2 separate regions of the Mus musculus genome follow, and region 2 is linked to region 1. A link is a contact called in public HiChIP or PLAC-seq data. All regions are on one chromosome and are shown on one strand. The core of a region is the stretch at or near the end of the contact, and the rest is flanking DNA. Distances in the headings are between cores, read along the strand shown. Region 1 has its middle 22 kb from the start of Gm28888. Region 2 has its middle 8.3 kb from the start of Platr5.

The links. HiChIP or PLAC-seq counts read pairs in DNA pulled down with a chosen protein or histone mark.
Region 2: a contact with region 1 is called in a FOXA1 HiChIP or PLAC-seq map of pancreatic cancer cells. The contact joins two enhancer-like sites. A contact is called at or near these places in 2 of 484 Hi-C or Micro-C datasets (bone marrow-derived macrophages and embryonic stem cells) and 3 of 115 datasets of contacts at active chromatin or transcription factors (double positive thymocytes, embryonic basal ganglia and pancreatic cancer cells).

What each region holds. Positions count from the first base shown.
Region 1 is chr1:88,434,401-88,441,911 of GRCm38.p6, forward strand. No RefSeq gene overlaps it. Among named protein-coding and RNA genes, the nearest start is that of Gm28888, 22 kb to the right of the region's middle. Within about 2 kb of position 2,986, at least 46 of the 459 cell types and tissues checked have an H3K27ac peak or open chromatin away from gene starts, as enhancers often do. A contact at or near this core is called in pancreatic cancer cells, where this site is marked.
Region 2 is chr1:88,759,395-88,766,905 of GRCm38.p6, forward strand. No RefSeq gene overlaps it. Among named protein-coding and RNA genes, the nearest start is that of Platr5, 8.3 kb to the left of the region's middle. Within about 2 kb of position 4,632, at least 19 of the 459 cell types and tissues checked have an H3K27ac peak or open chromatin away from gene starts, as enhancers often do. A contact at or near this core is called in pancreatic cancer cells, where this site is marked.

The sequences.
Region 1 (7,511 bases), core at 1,736-4,235:
GGCAAGTGCCCTCAATTTATTTTTAATTTAAAAAAAAATAAGTTAAAAATTTAAACTAAGAAATGTGGTAGATGACGTGACTCAATCAGAGATTTGTGTATTTACAATTGTTACAATTAGTTTTCTGTTGTTGCTAAATAATGCAAATAGTATATTGAGATAAGACAAATTTATCCCCCTTATGATAGAGGTCTGAAAGGGAATCGCTGTATGAAAATCTCAGTGCTGACACAATGGTTTCTATGCGGAATGTTCTAGGGAGACTCAGAGCCTTGCCCTTTTCAGTTCTCTTAGGTACCTGCATTCAGGAGCCCATTGGCCATCCTCTGCCTACACAACACCAACTCTAGCCTCTGCCTCTGTCCCCCTCTTTCTTCCTCTCTCCCTCCAACCATCTCCTCTCTCTCTCTCTCTCTCTCCTGAGCTATTTATTTATTTATTTATTTATTTATTATTTTTTTCGAGACAGGGTTTCTCTGTATAGCCCTGGCTGTCCTGGAACTCACTTTGTAGACCAGGCTGGCCTCGAACTCAGAAATCCTCCTGCCTCTGCCTCCCAAGTGCTGGGATTAAAGGCATGCGCCACCATGCCAGGCTTGCCTCAAGTTCTTTAAACCTGGCAAACTCTGTTTATCATCTAAGGTAACTGGATTATGTTCTGCCCAAAACTCCTACACGGAAATCTCAAGACTTGACGTGGTCTTTGAAGGAGCAATGGAGACCCATGACGTCATATAAGAGGGTCCTAATGCAGAAAAACCAGTGTCCTTATAAGAAAGAGAGATTAAGGCATGAGCACACACACAGACCTGTGGAGATGCGAAAGAGAGGGTAGCTGCCTGCACACCAAGGAGAGGCTCTAGAAAAAAACCTGACTTGCCAACACCCTGACCTTGGGCTTCTAGTATTAGGCTCTGTAATAAAATGGGTTGCTATTGCTTGAGCCACACAGGGTGTTCTGCAATGACAGCTCTGCAATGAATGCAGTGATGTATTTGCAGTGTTTTCAGTATGAGGCCAAGCACATGGACATCTTTGAAGGTTAGGAGGGAGTTATTTAGCCTACCACAATTACAGTGGAACCACCAGACAGCTTGGTTTATTAAAAGCTCCAGGCCATGAGGGCACTTTATAGGTGATACAAGCAGGCCACTCCTTTTTCCCCTTTGTGAGAAAGGGTTTTGTGTAGCCTAGGCTGGCCTCTGACTCACTATGTAGCTTGAGGATGGTCTCGAATGAGCCCCTCACCTCTAACTCCTGAATGCTGGAATTCTGAGCACGTATCACCTGACCCGGTTTATTCAGTACTAAGAAATCACATGCTAGGTGTCTTAGTAAGTTTTCTAGTGCTGTTAAGAGACATCATGTGGTGGCGCATGCCTTTAATCCCAGCACTCGGGAGGCAGAGGCGGGCGGATTTCTGAGTTCGAGGCCAGCCTGGTCTACAAAGTGAGTTCCAGGACAGCCAGGGCTATACAGAGAAACCCTGTCTCGAAAAACCAAAAAAAAAAAAAAAAAAAAAAAAAAGAGAGACATCATGACCAAGACAACTTATTAAAGAAAACATTTAATTGAGTGCTTGCTTAGTTTCAGAGGGTGAGTGTATAATCCCACAGCAGGGAGCATGCCACCAGGCAGACAGACATGATGTTAGTCTACTGGCTAAGAGCTTATATCCTGACCCACAAGTTGGAGGCGTAGAGAGGGAGACTGGATCTGGCATGGTCTTTTGAAAGTGCAAAGTGTATTCCCAGTGACACACCTCCTCCAAAAGGGCCACACCTTCTAATCCTTCCCAAAGAGTCTACAACTGGGGACTAAACATTCAAACATATGCACCTATGAGAGCCATTCTCATTCAAACCTCCACACTGGGCAATCGTTCTACCCATTGATCTATATGTCCAGCTACATCATTTCATTATTAAAATAATCATATGGAACAGCAAGCATTACCGGTAAGGATGCCTTAGAGAAGCACTTGCCTTTCACTGTAATAAGAGGAGGATCGCTGGGCATGGTGGCACACGCCTCTAATCCCAGCACTCGGGAGGCAGAGGCAGGCGGATTTCTGAGTTCGAGACCAGCCTGGTCTATAAAGTGAGCTCCAGGACAGCCAGGGCTATACAGAGAAACCCTGTCTTGAAAAACAACAACAACAACAAAAAAAAAAAAAAAAAAAGAGGAGGATCATGGACAAATGCCTTGGGTGTCTACATTATGTCTTCCTTCTTCTCAAAATAAGGGGAGGGTGGGCAGATCTATAGCTTAGTGGCTGACAGCATACACTGCTCAGGCATAGTCCCATTCCCAGGACCCATGTCAGATGGCTTACAAACTGCCTCTCACTCCAGCTCTAGGGGATCTGTCACCCTCTTTTGGGGTCTGCAAGTACTACACTCCAATGTGGACACACAGACACACAGCATACAACATGAATAATTCCAACCAAAAATAAATATTAAAAATAACAATGATACTGAACAGTGGGTTGCTGTCCTCTGATAGATGTGAAGATAGGGAGACAAGAGCATCTCTGAGGACTGCACAGGCCTCTCTGGTCACCAGGGGCTCCTCTACTTCTGCAAAGCCCTGGTAGGCCCACTTGGCAACCTATACAGCCATCTAGTAGCCTAAGAATCTTCCTTGGCCTACCCAACTGCCACGGCCCTCTTCGATCACCACAGGAACATTACATGGGAGGGGTGAGGATGTGTGCCCCAGAGGACCCTGCTCAACCTTGCAGCTTTTTCTGCTTTCTTCTAATGGGCTGTGGTTCTCACCCTCTAACATCAGCCACAGTTGGGAGACCTGCAGGTTTTCTTCTTCTGCCCACAACCTCAGCATTCTTTGTCCTGTTATCCAAACAGACACTCCCTTGGCTCCCACCCAGCAAAGAACTGGCACCCCAAAGGCCAAACAGTCTCGGCTCTGATGGGCAAACAAAACCAAGACAGGTAGGAAACCTGAACCTTGTCTGTCTCTGAACAAGGTACTGTGAAGGTAATGGCCTTGTGCGTCACCTGGCACCTGGAAAGAAACACAAAGCTGGTGCCCAGGGGGCTGCTTCCTGGCCGCCCTGGGGCCTGCTCAGCCTGGGGCTCTATGTGACAGGATTGGCTGCCTTAGCCCTAGCTGTGTGACAAGAAAGAGTAGGGCTTGCAGCTTCCAGCGGGTTCTGTTAACTAGGCCATGGCTCAACTGGAAAGTGTGTGTGGTTCTGTGGGCAAGTCCAGGAGCTGACACTACCCTTAAGCACAGTTCTAGCAGCGAGTCACACCCCCATATCCATTCTGACTGCTCCATGCCACTCAGGTCTGGGTGATTTGTTACACGAGGAAGCTAATAACTCTAATTATGTCATAACTATTTTCCCTCACAGCAGTATATTGCTCTGTGGTAGAAAGAAGTCAGCCAGCCTTCTCTCATAAACTATTTAATGTTTGCAAATGGAACTACAATAAATACAAATTAAATACACTTGAACACACATTTGGAGAGTCTGTTCTGAGTGAGGAATTCCTGGAACACAGGTCACACCCTTCACTTCGGCACAGTGCATACCTCTCCTGCAGGAAGCCTAGCCCTCAAAAGACTGTAATTTCTGTAAATATTATTTTATGCTAGTTAGTACAAGACATAATAACTCGGCGACTCATTCATATAACAGTGATGACAAGTCCCTTCTTTGGGAGTGTAAAATGGGCCTTCCATCAGCCAGGCACAACCTAGTACTTAGGCCGTCTGGGTTACCCTTCCTATGTATTTTAGCCATCATGAGCTCATATCTGTCACATCTGGTTTGGGCGCCAACTGTGGATTATGAGTGTGCTTCTTTGACATTTTCTTGTGTTGATCCGAGCTCTAAAAGCAAATACTGAGCTACAGAACATCAGGTCTAAGTGCTCCAGACAGGGGTGCTGTGGAGATTTCACACTCAGTCTTCAACAGACTGGCAAAGCAGTGCTTCTCAACCTGGCGGGGAAGGGGAGTCGAATGATCCTTTCACAGGGGTCACATATCAGATATCCTGCATAGCAGATATTTACGTTGTGATTCATAACAGTAGCAAAATAACAGCTATGAAGTAACTTTATGGTTGGGGGTCACCACAACATGAGGAACTGTATTAAAGTTGCCTAGAAGGGTAAGAACCGCTCTGGTGTAGTAAAAGGATCTCTGCTGCTCTTTCCGAGAGCCTACCTGGCCCTCCAGCACCTGTATCCTTAAGAAATCGGCAAGAACGACTGGGAAACTGTCCATCTGGAGTGTGAGGATCTGATCCTTGGTGTACACTTGATTGACATCTAATTTTTTTTTCTTGTGAATATTTGTGAGTGTCCCTTACGCTTGCTGGCATATTGTGGGCAGTAATTGAAGGAGCTAAACAGAGTCTAACCATATCTCAATCTGCTGCTCCTGCTGATGGTCAAATCGTCCCTTTGAAGCTGTTTGTTTCTTTCTAGGACTGAGGCAATGTGTCTCAACTGCATCATTGGACAGGTCTTTCTAAACACTGTACTACAAGGTGGTATCTGGAGTCAGGGTTTTACCAAATCCTCAAGGTCATGCTTATGTAAAACATGCGCCAATTATCCTAGGGACATCTTGCTGAGTTTTTGTTTTTGTTTGTTTGTTTGTATAAAACTTTGGAGTGAGGGTTAGAAAGACATCTCCATTTGTAAAGTGCTGGCCACACAAGCATAAAGACCTGAGATCAGTTCCCCAGCATCTCTGGATAATAAGAAGCCAAGTGTGGAATGCCAACACTCGTGTCTGTAATTCCAGCTTGGGGTAGATCCCTATAATTCATTGGCTAGCCAACCTAGCCTATCAGTGACCTCAAGGTTCAGTAAGAGACCTTGTCATAAAAGATAAGGTGAGGTGGTAAATGATAGAGGAAGACACCAAAGGAGGACCTCCGATCTCCCCATATGTACATTGCACACACACGCACACACACACACACACACACACACACACACACACACACACACACACACGCATGTGTGCATGCACACAAATAATTTTAGTTGTTACATGTGTTTGTACCTTCATGTACAAAATTGGGATTACAAACAGTAAAGGAAACCATAGAACCCATACAGAACTAGATACTGCATGGAAGTGTAACTCTGAGTGACAGCATATAAAATCTCATGGCTACTCATAAACTTATAATAAGGGTTTGCAGTTGTGATAAGACTCTAAACACTTAGTCTCAGAAGAACTGATTAGCATAAGACCAGTGGAGATCCACTGTTACTTTGCCCAACAACTATGAAGTAATGCCCTGGTTGTGTAAGAGGAGTATAAATATACATACACAAAACATGTGTATACACACATGCACAAACACACACTATGCAGAACTTTACATCGCCTTCTCCAGCACCGGTGCCATGTCTGCCTGCGTGTCACCATGCTTCCCACCATGCTGGTAATGACCTAAACCTCAATGAAATGTTTTCCTTCTTAAAATTTTATTTATGTTTATCTTATGTGCATTGGTGTTTTCCTTGCATGTGTGCTTGCGTGAGGGTGCCAGATGACTTACAGACACTTGTGAGATGCCATGTGGGTGCTGTGAATTGAACCTGGGTCCTCCAGGAAGAAAAGTCAGTCAGTGTCCCCAACCGCTGAGTCACATCTCCAGCCTCAAATGTTCTCCTTTTTAAGAGCTGGTGTCTCTTTGCAGCAATAAAACTCTAAGATAGCAGTATTTGTTTGAGTGACCATGTTTGAGGTCATATCTTATGACCTCTCTTTTAATGCTTAAGAAGCCCCAGATGTTTGCCTGGTTAATAATATTTTAGAAGATTGATACTAACAGTTGGAGTGAACCACAATTCCTGTTCTCATGTGACTTGTCTACTTTTAAGCAAAATGTTTCTTCTCATTGCTGTGGCATGCTTAGAAAGAACTAATGAGACTCCCAGACACACATCCCTTCCTGCTCTACCTTCCTCTTCCGGTCACTGAGAGGAAGAGTCAAGGATATGGGGGTGGGGCTCTAGATCTCTTCTGTAGACCTGGGCCATATTTAGATATGGTAATCCACTTTTTGTTTCCACTTCTCCCTTGGTAGCTTATATTATCATTCCCTTGATCCCTCCCTTTATGTTCTAGTTTCCTCTATATCATTGTAAGAAACATTCTGGTCAAAACTAACTTGGGATTGGAAAGAAATGATGTGCCTTACACCTCCAGGTCATAAGCCAGCATCGAAGGAAATCATGACAAGCACTCAAGCAGAAACCATGATGAAACATAGCTCACCGGTTCATCCACAGCCTCACTCAAACTCAGCTAGCTTCCTTAGGCAGCCTAAGACCACCTGCCTAGGGAATGGTGCTCCCCACAGTGGGCTGGGATCTCCTATATTATTTAACAATCAAGACAACCCCCCACAGGCTATTCTGACCTGGGCAATCCATCAACTGAGACTCCTAAAGTGACCCTATGCCAGTGATTCTCAATCTTCCTAATGCTGTGACCCTTTAATAGCTTCTCATGTTGTGATGACCCCCCAACCATAAAATTATTTTGTTGCTACTTCATAACTGTAATTTTGCTATTGTTTTAATTGTAATGTAAATCTCTGTGACTTTCTGATCATCTTAGGTGACCCCAGTGATAGAGTCATTCGACCCCAAAGGGGTCATGACCCACAGGTTAAGAAATAACCACTGCTCTAGGCTTCATCAAGTTCACAGTAAAATCAGATTAGGACCACCCATTAACATGCAATTTTATTGTTGTTTTCTTCTGAGTAGTAAATAAAGGCACATGGTACTATACCATAAGTCAGAGAATTTACTTTAGCACCTAGACATGGCCTTGAAAAGAAAATGGGGTGTGCCCAGACTTGGCTCACTTACATGGATCTGAAGCCCAAACCCTTTCTTTCCCTCCAGTACAATTCTTGCCTGAGCTGTTCTGCACCCAAACTTGTTCTGTGGTCAGTGTCCAGCACAGGTTGTGTGGGCTCTACATAAAAGACATGTTACCAGGGAGGAAATCTAAATGTAAGGTCCTATCAGCATCATTAAAATACTCATCTGGAAACTGCAGAAGCATTATATTTCCTCCTAGACCCCTCGTCCACGTTCACGGCCATGAAATCCCGGCTCTTCTATTATCACCTTAGCAACTGAGACAAATGTCATCACTCTCGTGCTCCACAACTCCCCTCCCTCAGCCACTGCACAGTAACCACGCCAAACAGAAGCATCGCAAGGTTGTCTGGCTGAGCCTTTTCTCTACAGTTGTGCATCATTGGTTTGGGAAGATACCAGCGAGATGGCACAGCATCAGACACAGCTGCCACTTTCTATTTAATTGGTCATACACAGACCAGACACAACACAAACGTGAAAACTTTCCCTCAAAATGTTATGATTTTAAAAACAAAAACAAAACCATAATAAAGCTCGCCTGGAGAGATGCTTAAGCCGCTAAGACTGAGTACTGCTCTTGCAGGAGATGGGAGCTCGGGCCTAGCACTGATG
Region 2 (7,511 bases), core at 3,382-5,881, 330 kb after region 1:
CAAGCCACCATTGGCTCAGGGCTGCAGCTCAGCAGGGTCCCCACTGCTTGATGCAGCCCTTTTGAAGTAAGAAGCTCTCCCTGCCACCCAAGCTCTCCAAATGGTTTCCATAGTAATAACACCTGTTGTGTCTCTCCTTGCATCTGTATCAGATCTCTGTCTCTATTAAGGCCCCTTTGAACTCTGAGGCCTTTTGTAGCCATTTTGTAACAAACACATATATGCATATACACATATATTATTGTATGAGGTTGAATATATTATTTAAGAGTATTAGTAATTAAAATTGGTTGCAAGTAAGTTTCTTGTTTTCCCTCGGTTGCAACACCAGGCCACCTGAGGCCTTTCCTTGTTGCCGTTAATTACTGTCTTTACACATCACCACCTGCACTGGGTACCAGGCTTCTCTTCAGTTAGCCTGTTATGGAGTTGTCATGTTCACAGCACATCTGTCAATGGACCCCTACGGAGATCCCATCAGTTGAGCGTTGTGGCTTCAGCTTGTGGCCCCTGATGATATGTGTTTATGTAAGCTGTGTATTGCTCAGTCAAAGATCTGATGTTACCTGTGGCTAGATTTTCTCACCTTTGGTTCAGGTTGCTAATTAGTAGCTAGCTATTCATTAATAACAGGTCCCAGAGTCATCTTTAGGGCTTTCCGGAAGTGTGGCCGTCTCTTCGGAATGACTGTAGAACGTCCATTAGAAGGTGGGTCATTCCCAACATGGCAGCCTGCAATGAAGTTTGGATCTAATTTACAGATGGCTCTGCATGCAGGGGGAGGTGGATTCAAGTACACAGTTTTGCTGCTGTTTAAATATCCTGTGACCTGACGCGCTACCCCAAAGCATGAGTTATTAAAATAAAACGGAAGATAAATAAACAGCTGCAGGGGAAAGCTAATATTTTGGTACAGAGTTCACATGCAGCAATGAGAACAGCAGGACTGAGCAAAGAAGCACAGACCTATTGCTTCTGGAGAAGCAAGTACAAGGCTAGCCGGGTGGTGGTGGCGCATGCCTTTAATCCCAGCACTCGGGAGGCAGAGGCAGGCAGATTTCTGAGTTCGAGGCCAGCCTGGTCTACACAGTGAGTTCCAGGACAGCCAGGGCTACACAGAGAAACCCTGTCTTGAAGAACCAAAAAAAAAAAAGAAAAAGAAAAAAAAAGAAAGAAAGGAAAAGGAAAAGGAAAAGAAAAGAAAGAGAAAAAGAAAAAAGAAAAGAAAAGAAAAGAAGGCTAGACCATGCTACCAAATGTTCACAGCCAGTCCGGTTAACTTAGTGAGCCGCTATCTCAAAAGTAAAAGGAGCCTGGTGTTCCTCGGTGGTAGAGTACTTTTCTGGCATGCGTGAAGCACTAGGTTCAATCCTCAACAGCAAAGAGAAAAGACAAAAGGAAGCATGAGTCTGCAGTTCTTTCCACCATTGGTCAGGGCCGCTGTTGGGGGAGGGGGCAAAACGGAAAGAGCTTGGCTGTGTTTATCCCATTGCCACCGCTGGGTGGGTGCTGGGCTTCAGGGAAGCGCTGAGACACCACTCTGGGGTTGGGAAAACGCAGTCTGAGATGTGAGAAAGTGGGGGTGGTATTCCCTAACTTCCAGGCATATAGTTGCTGGTAGAAAACTGCACAGAGAAGTCGGGAACGAAGTGTCAGGGACCCATGGGCCTGCGATGAGGTTTGGGACCGCTGAGGACGGCATCTAGCCTAGGTCCGGGGCTGGGAGCTCTGGCTTAGCTCATTAGCGAAGATAGCAGTTGTCTGGGGGCACAGATGGACTTTCTACGGGAGATTTAGGCAGCGGCTCTGTAGACAAAGGCCTACTTCATGGTCCCCATGGCAGACCTTGATGAGAGAGACAGGCCGTGGTTCCAAACTGTTTATTGGTTGTTTGTCATGGAAAATGGATGTGTACAGTATCAACTTCTCAGGGTGAACCTGAGGTTAAATACCTTTTGCCAGGAGGAGTGTCTCGGAAGGGAAGCTTATTGGCTAACCCCTCAGGGCCTCTAGTTACCACATCAGCATGGAGAACTCTGTTCTGGGCCTACATGACCAGGTTTCCTTATGTGGGGAGTGTGGCACGTGTTCCAGACCAGGAATTTGGCAGGGACCAGGGAGGCTCCTACTCTCTCAGGTGTTTCCAGGGCCTCAGACCTGCTCCACCCACCAGGCTTCCTGGTATGGTTTACCATTCCACAAGGAAGGAAAAAGAAAGACAGCAGAAATCCCAGGGGCAAGGATGCTAGTCACTACTAACAAGGAGAAACAAAGGGAGGGGCTGGAGAAACTTGGTCACACTGTGTCTTGTGACCAAATGAATCGAAATAAGATACTGAACCGGATCTTAGCTCTTTTATTTATTTATTTATTTATTTATTTATTACACTTACAATTATTGTTTAGGGCTCTCTGAAATTCAAGGAAGCAGGCACTTACATGCTATTTCTGAAAACGGGCTCCCAGTGACTTTCACTGCTGTGAGCCTGTCATGAAGAAAAGTATTCTGAAAGTTAATTAAGTATTTAACTGCCAGCATGCCACAATCACCTGGAAGAGAGGTTCCATGAGGGATTGTCTAGAGCGGGTTGGCCTGTGGGCATGACTTTGGGAGACTGCCCTGACCATGTTAAGTGATGAGGGAAGATCCAGCCTAAACTGGGGGGCACCATTCCCTGGGCTTGGGTCCTGAACTATATAAGAATAGAAGAAACAAGCGAAGCAGTGAGCATGCATGCCTTGATTTCTTTGTCTCCTTGGCTGTATGACCAGCTGCTTCAAGTTCCTGTCTTATCAATGTCAATAATGTTCCTAGTCTCTTTGGTGAAAATGTAAATAATCTAAATGTCCAGCATTAGAGGACTTGCTAATAGAACCACGGTTGTCCCAGACCCCCTTCTGGCCCTGTCCTCCATAGACATGCTGTAGGTGCATGTTCTAGATCAAATCCTCACTGTGCTGTGGGCACATGCCATGCTAGGCACCCAACTCTCTGCTGTCTGCCTTCTCATCTTCCGAGTGCTTGTGCCAAGGATGCTTTCTGGTTGTCTGTACATCTCCACTACTAGCTCAGTGCATAGCCTACAATAGATACATAATTAGTGTTAAATGAGTAAGAGGTGTGTGTGTGTTACCCCTATACTCAATAAAATACTACTGCCAGCATGTCATATGATTTTAAAATTTCTTATGTAATAATGATAAGAAAAGACAGAAAGGGTAAATTTTAAAAAATAGGATCTATTATATTCATTGGGATTAAAAACACCTGTATTAGATGTTAAATGCAATGTGTGTATATGTGTGTGTATGTATGTATATGTGTTTGTGTGTGTATGTGTGTATGTATATGTATATGTATTTGTGTGTATGTATATGTGTGTATGTATGTGTATATATGTATGTGTGTATGTGTGCATGTGTGTGTATGTGTGTGTATATGTGTTTGTGTGTATGTATATGTGTGTGTGTGTGTGTGTGTGTGTGTGTGTGTGTGTGTATTTTTTCATCCCACTGTTGATCCTTTGGGAATTCCATTCATGTTTTAGTTTTAAGACAATTTTATCTCCACATTACTGACTAAGAAGCCAATTGTTTCAGAATGGTTTCAATTACTTGTTATGACAATTGGATGCCTGACAAAGAGGGCTGGGGAGATGTCTCTGGGAGAAAAGACACCTGTGGCCAAGCCTGACAACCTGCATTGGATCACCAGCGCCAGAGGGAGAGATGACTTGTCTTTTCCGTTGCTATGATAAAGTAAGTCTGCCTAAAACAAGTTTAAGGTGGAAAGAGGTTATTTGGCTTACAGTTCCAGGTTACATAGCAGGGAAGTCAAGGCAGGAACTTGGAAGAGGGAGTCACGGCACATACATAGTCAAGAGCAGAGAGAATCACAAAGAGATGCATGCCCACAGCTCAGCTTGCTCACCTATTCATGCATAGTTCAGAATCCAAACCTAGAGCGCAATGCTACATTTAGGAGAGGCATTCCCAGCTCAGTTAATCCAGTCTGGAGACTCCCTCACAAACATGGCTAGGGGCTGGCGGGGCAGTGGCCTCTGCCACTAGACAGAAAACTTGGTGAGGTTGAGTGGATTCAGAAACCCTGATAATTCTCACTTCTGAGAATGATAGGGGTTTAATCTACTCCTACCAGGTTCCTGTCCTGCAACACATGACCACGACACCCCATGGAGAGGACTGTGACAATCAGTCACATAGGTGCAACACCCGAATCCCCCCACATGCAGATGAGGCATCCCTAACATCTCAGAACAAGCCAATAGAAAGCATCTGCTTTTAGACCTCAGCCTATCACCAAATGAATATAAGACCCTATCCACAAGGAATAAAGTGCACAAGTTATTTCATCAAAGACTGTCCTAACACGTTGAGGAAGAGAATTCTCTCCTGAAACTTTCATTGCTGGAAGCTCCCTGAGCCTAAGGTAGTCACTTCCCATTGCTCAGTGGCCCCGCCCAACCCTGGCTCCCAGCCCCGCCCACTGCTTTCCTGTTGCATGCTGTTGCCTGTCATTGACTCCAGGGCAGGTGCAGCAGCCAACTCTGGGGCAGCTGCAGAAAAGGCCTGGCAGCCCTCCTTGCTGTGGCTCTTCGTCCCCTCAGAGAGCCACAACTGTTTGGCTATTCTGGCCAGGCCAGAGCCCCAAAGATCCCCTCAGACAGTGCCCAGTATGCAGACCGCAGACTGGGAGTGGCTTGTTTCTGTGATGATTCTAGATCCAGTCAAATTAATAATTAATAACCATCACAGATGTTTAGAGACTGAGTCAGAATGGCTGAGCCTATTGACTGTTATACCCAGGCTGCCTGGCCCCAGACGTGGGTCTCCTGAATACTGTTCTACATTTCTTGTAGTGTAAACACAGGCAAAAATAAAGTCACCAAAACTCACACTAAAATATATTCTACCCATATAATAGAGGAGTAGAACACTTGCCTGGCATGTTTGAGGCTCTGGAGTCCAGCCATAGTATCACCAAAATAAAACAACAAAATAACTCTACAAAGTCGATGAACTTTAGCCAAGATGAGCTTTGCTCGGTGGGGCTATTAGGGATTAGTTTTTTATTATTGATTTTTCATATTGATTCTCTATGACATTCATGATGGAAAAATAATTAACTATTCTTAAAAAAAATCAGTGACAATCAGGTGGACATATATTTGTAAAGTATCAATATGACTTAGAGTGTGCTCCCGTGTCCTGCTTGCTGAAGTCATAGGAGAACTTTTGCCAGGCTGGTGAGTGTCACTGGCAGGTGCTCCATGCATGGAGGCCACCAGCTGAAATGATGGCAAAGATGAGGGGGAAATGACCTTCATAACTTACCAGGGACTCAGAAGTCTAGACAGGAGTGACCCAGACATCAGAGGGTCATCATTACCACTGCCTCCATCTCTCACAGTGACCATGATACAGTAGTTGGGAATCTCATGGAGATGAGATTCAGGGTCACAGGAGGGTGTGCACAGCTATGACCAGACACAGCACTTCATGTTAGAGTCTTCAGTATGCATGGAGATCACAGTACCCACTCCTTAGGATCACTAGAGGTTAAGTGTATTGTTACTTTGATATATTGGTGCATTGCTATATTGCTACATTGCTATATTGCTACATTGCTATATTGCTACACTGTTATATGCCGCTTTTGTTTTCATTTCTTGTGTCATGCAAGACTTCTCTTCCTTGGGAAGAGATGTTGGGAAGAGGTGTGCATGCCATAGTGTGGGTCACTGAATAGATTCACAGAAAGCAGAGTATTGATGCAGCTTCAGATCATCAACCCAGGCTCAGAAAGTTCAAAAGCCCCAAAGCCAAGTGTCCTGTCAAGCATTCAAGACATGTTGGGTTTACTTCAATTGGACCTCCTTCCACTGCTGTTGACTAGGACGTTGAAATTCTGCCTTTTGAAGTTCAGTATGCCCAAGGTTTGGCGGTAGGTTTTGCAGGATCAGATGACAGGCTCCAGGTGGCCAGGGGTTAGCTACCGTGGCAAAAGCAGTCTTTTTGGCGTCTCATGTGATTTGGCATTCATTTCAAGATGATGTCAATGAAATCACACTGGGGTGGGGATGATGGCTTCAGGCCCCATGCTGGTGACAGCTGACATGTTTATCCTTCTCTCTGGGGCACCCACCTCCTGGCCAGCGGTCAATTACAAAGACTCTTCAGAGAATTATGATTGACTTAAGATATTTTGTGAAAACACAGTTGAGTTTTATGGCAATGTACTTACTGTAAAGAGTTCTTTGCTAAACATTGAACATTCTCAGATGACAAGAATAAACGCTGTTAGGGCTGGAGAGATGGCTCAGTGGTTCAGAGCACTGATTGCTTTTCCAGAGGACCCAGGTTCAATTCCCAGCACCCACATAGTGGCTCACAGCTGTCTGTAACTCCAAGATCTGATACCCTTACACAGACATATGCATACAGGCAAAACACCAATGCACACAAAATAAAACTAAGTAATTAAAGGAAGAGAGAGACAATTAATAGCCATTTCCTGAGACTTCTCCATCACTTCAGGCATCCCTCATTTGTTCTGTGGCTTTGATTGTAGAGCTATAAAAAGAAAGCTGTGCTGATGAAGGGACTCATAAGATGCATTTCCAAACATCTAGATCTTTCCTGCAGAGACACTTGTGGGATAGTGGGTGGGTGAGAGGGATAGTGGGTGGGTAAGGGGGATAGTGGTGGGTGAGAGGGATAGTGGGTGGGTGAGAAGAATAGTGGGTGGGTGAGAGGGATAGTGGGTGGGTGAGAGGGATAATGCCGGGTAAGAGGGAGGATTTGAACAATTGCTCATCTTTGTCAGATCTCATTCAAAAGCATGATGTCAGTTTCCACTCTTTTTTTTTTCTCTAAAATAAATGTTTAAAGCCATTTCCAGCCTCCTTCCACACCACTTTCCCATAACTGCATTATCACACTCCACACCACCACCTGCCCCTCCCCAGCTCCATGGAAGGACACAAAGGCACAGGGCTCTCCTCTCTTCTGCACATCTTAAGGGCCACAGACAGAACAAAGGTAGATTGTCCAGATTGTCTTTCCCAGCCTGAGATCCTAGAAAACTGGCCCAGGATGCCTTAAATTTGCTTTACAGATATCTGTATGCCTCTGGCAAATTTCTTTAAATTGGATCTTTGATTGTAGAATCATTTAAAAAAGGTATTTAAATGTGATTGCAGGGCAGGGTGGAACCTCTCTTTGAAAAGGTTCGGTCAGGGTATTTGCACAGCTCTGGAGCTCACCGCTGGGCCCCATTTTTAAACTCCAGAACAGAATTGCAATGTCTGGGCCAATTAGAAGTCGGGCTTGTTTTATTTTTAAGGTGCTGGAATGGAATCCAAGTCTGGTACATGCTATGCTGGCACGGCACCATGGAGCTGTGTCTGCAGCCCTTGACTTTTCTTACGAGTCTATTCACCCTAAGTATTTGCTGTTGGTTCCCTTCCTGTTCCCATTTTTGTTGCTTT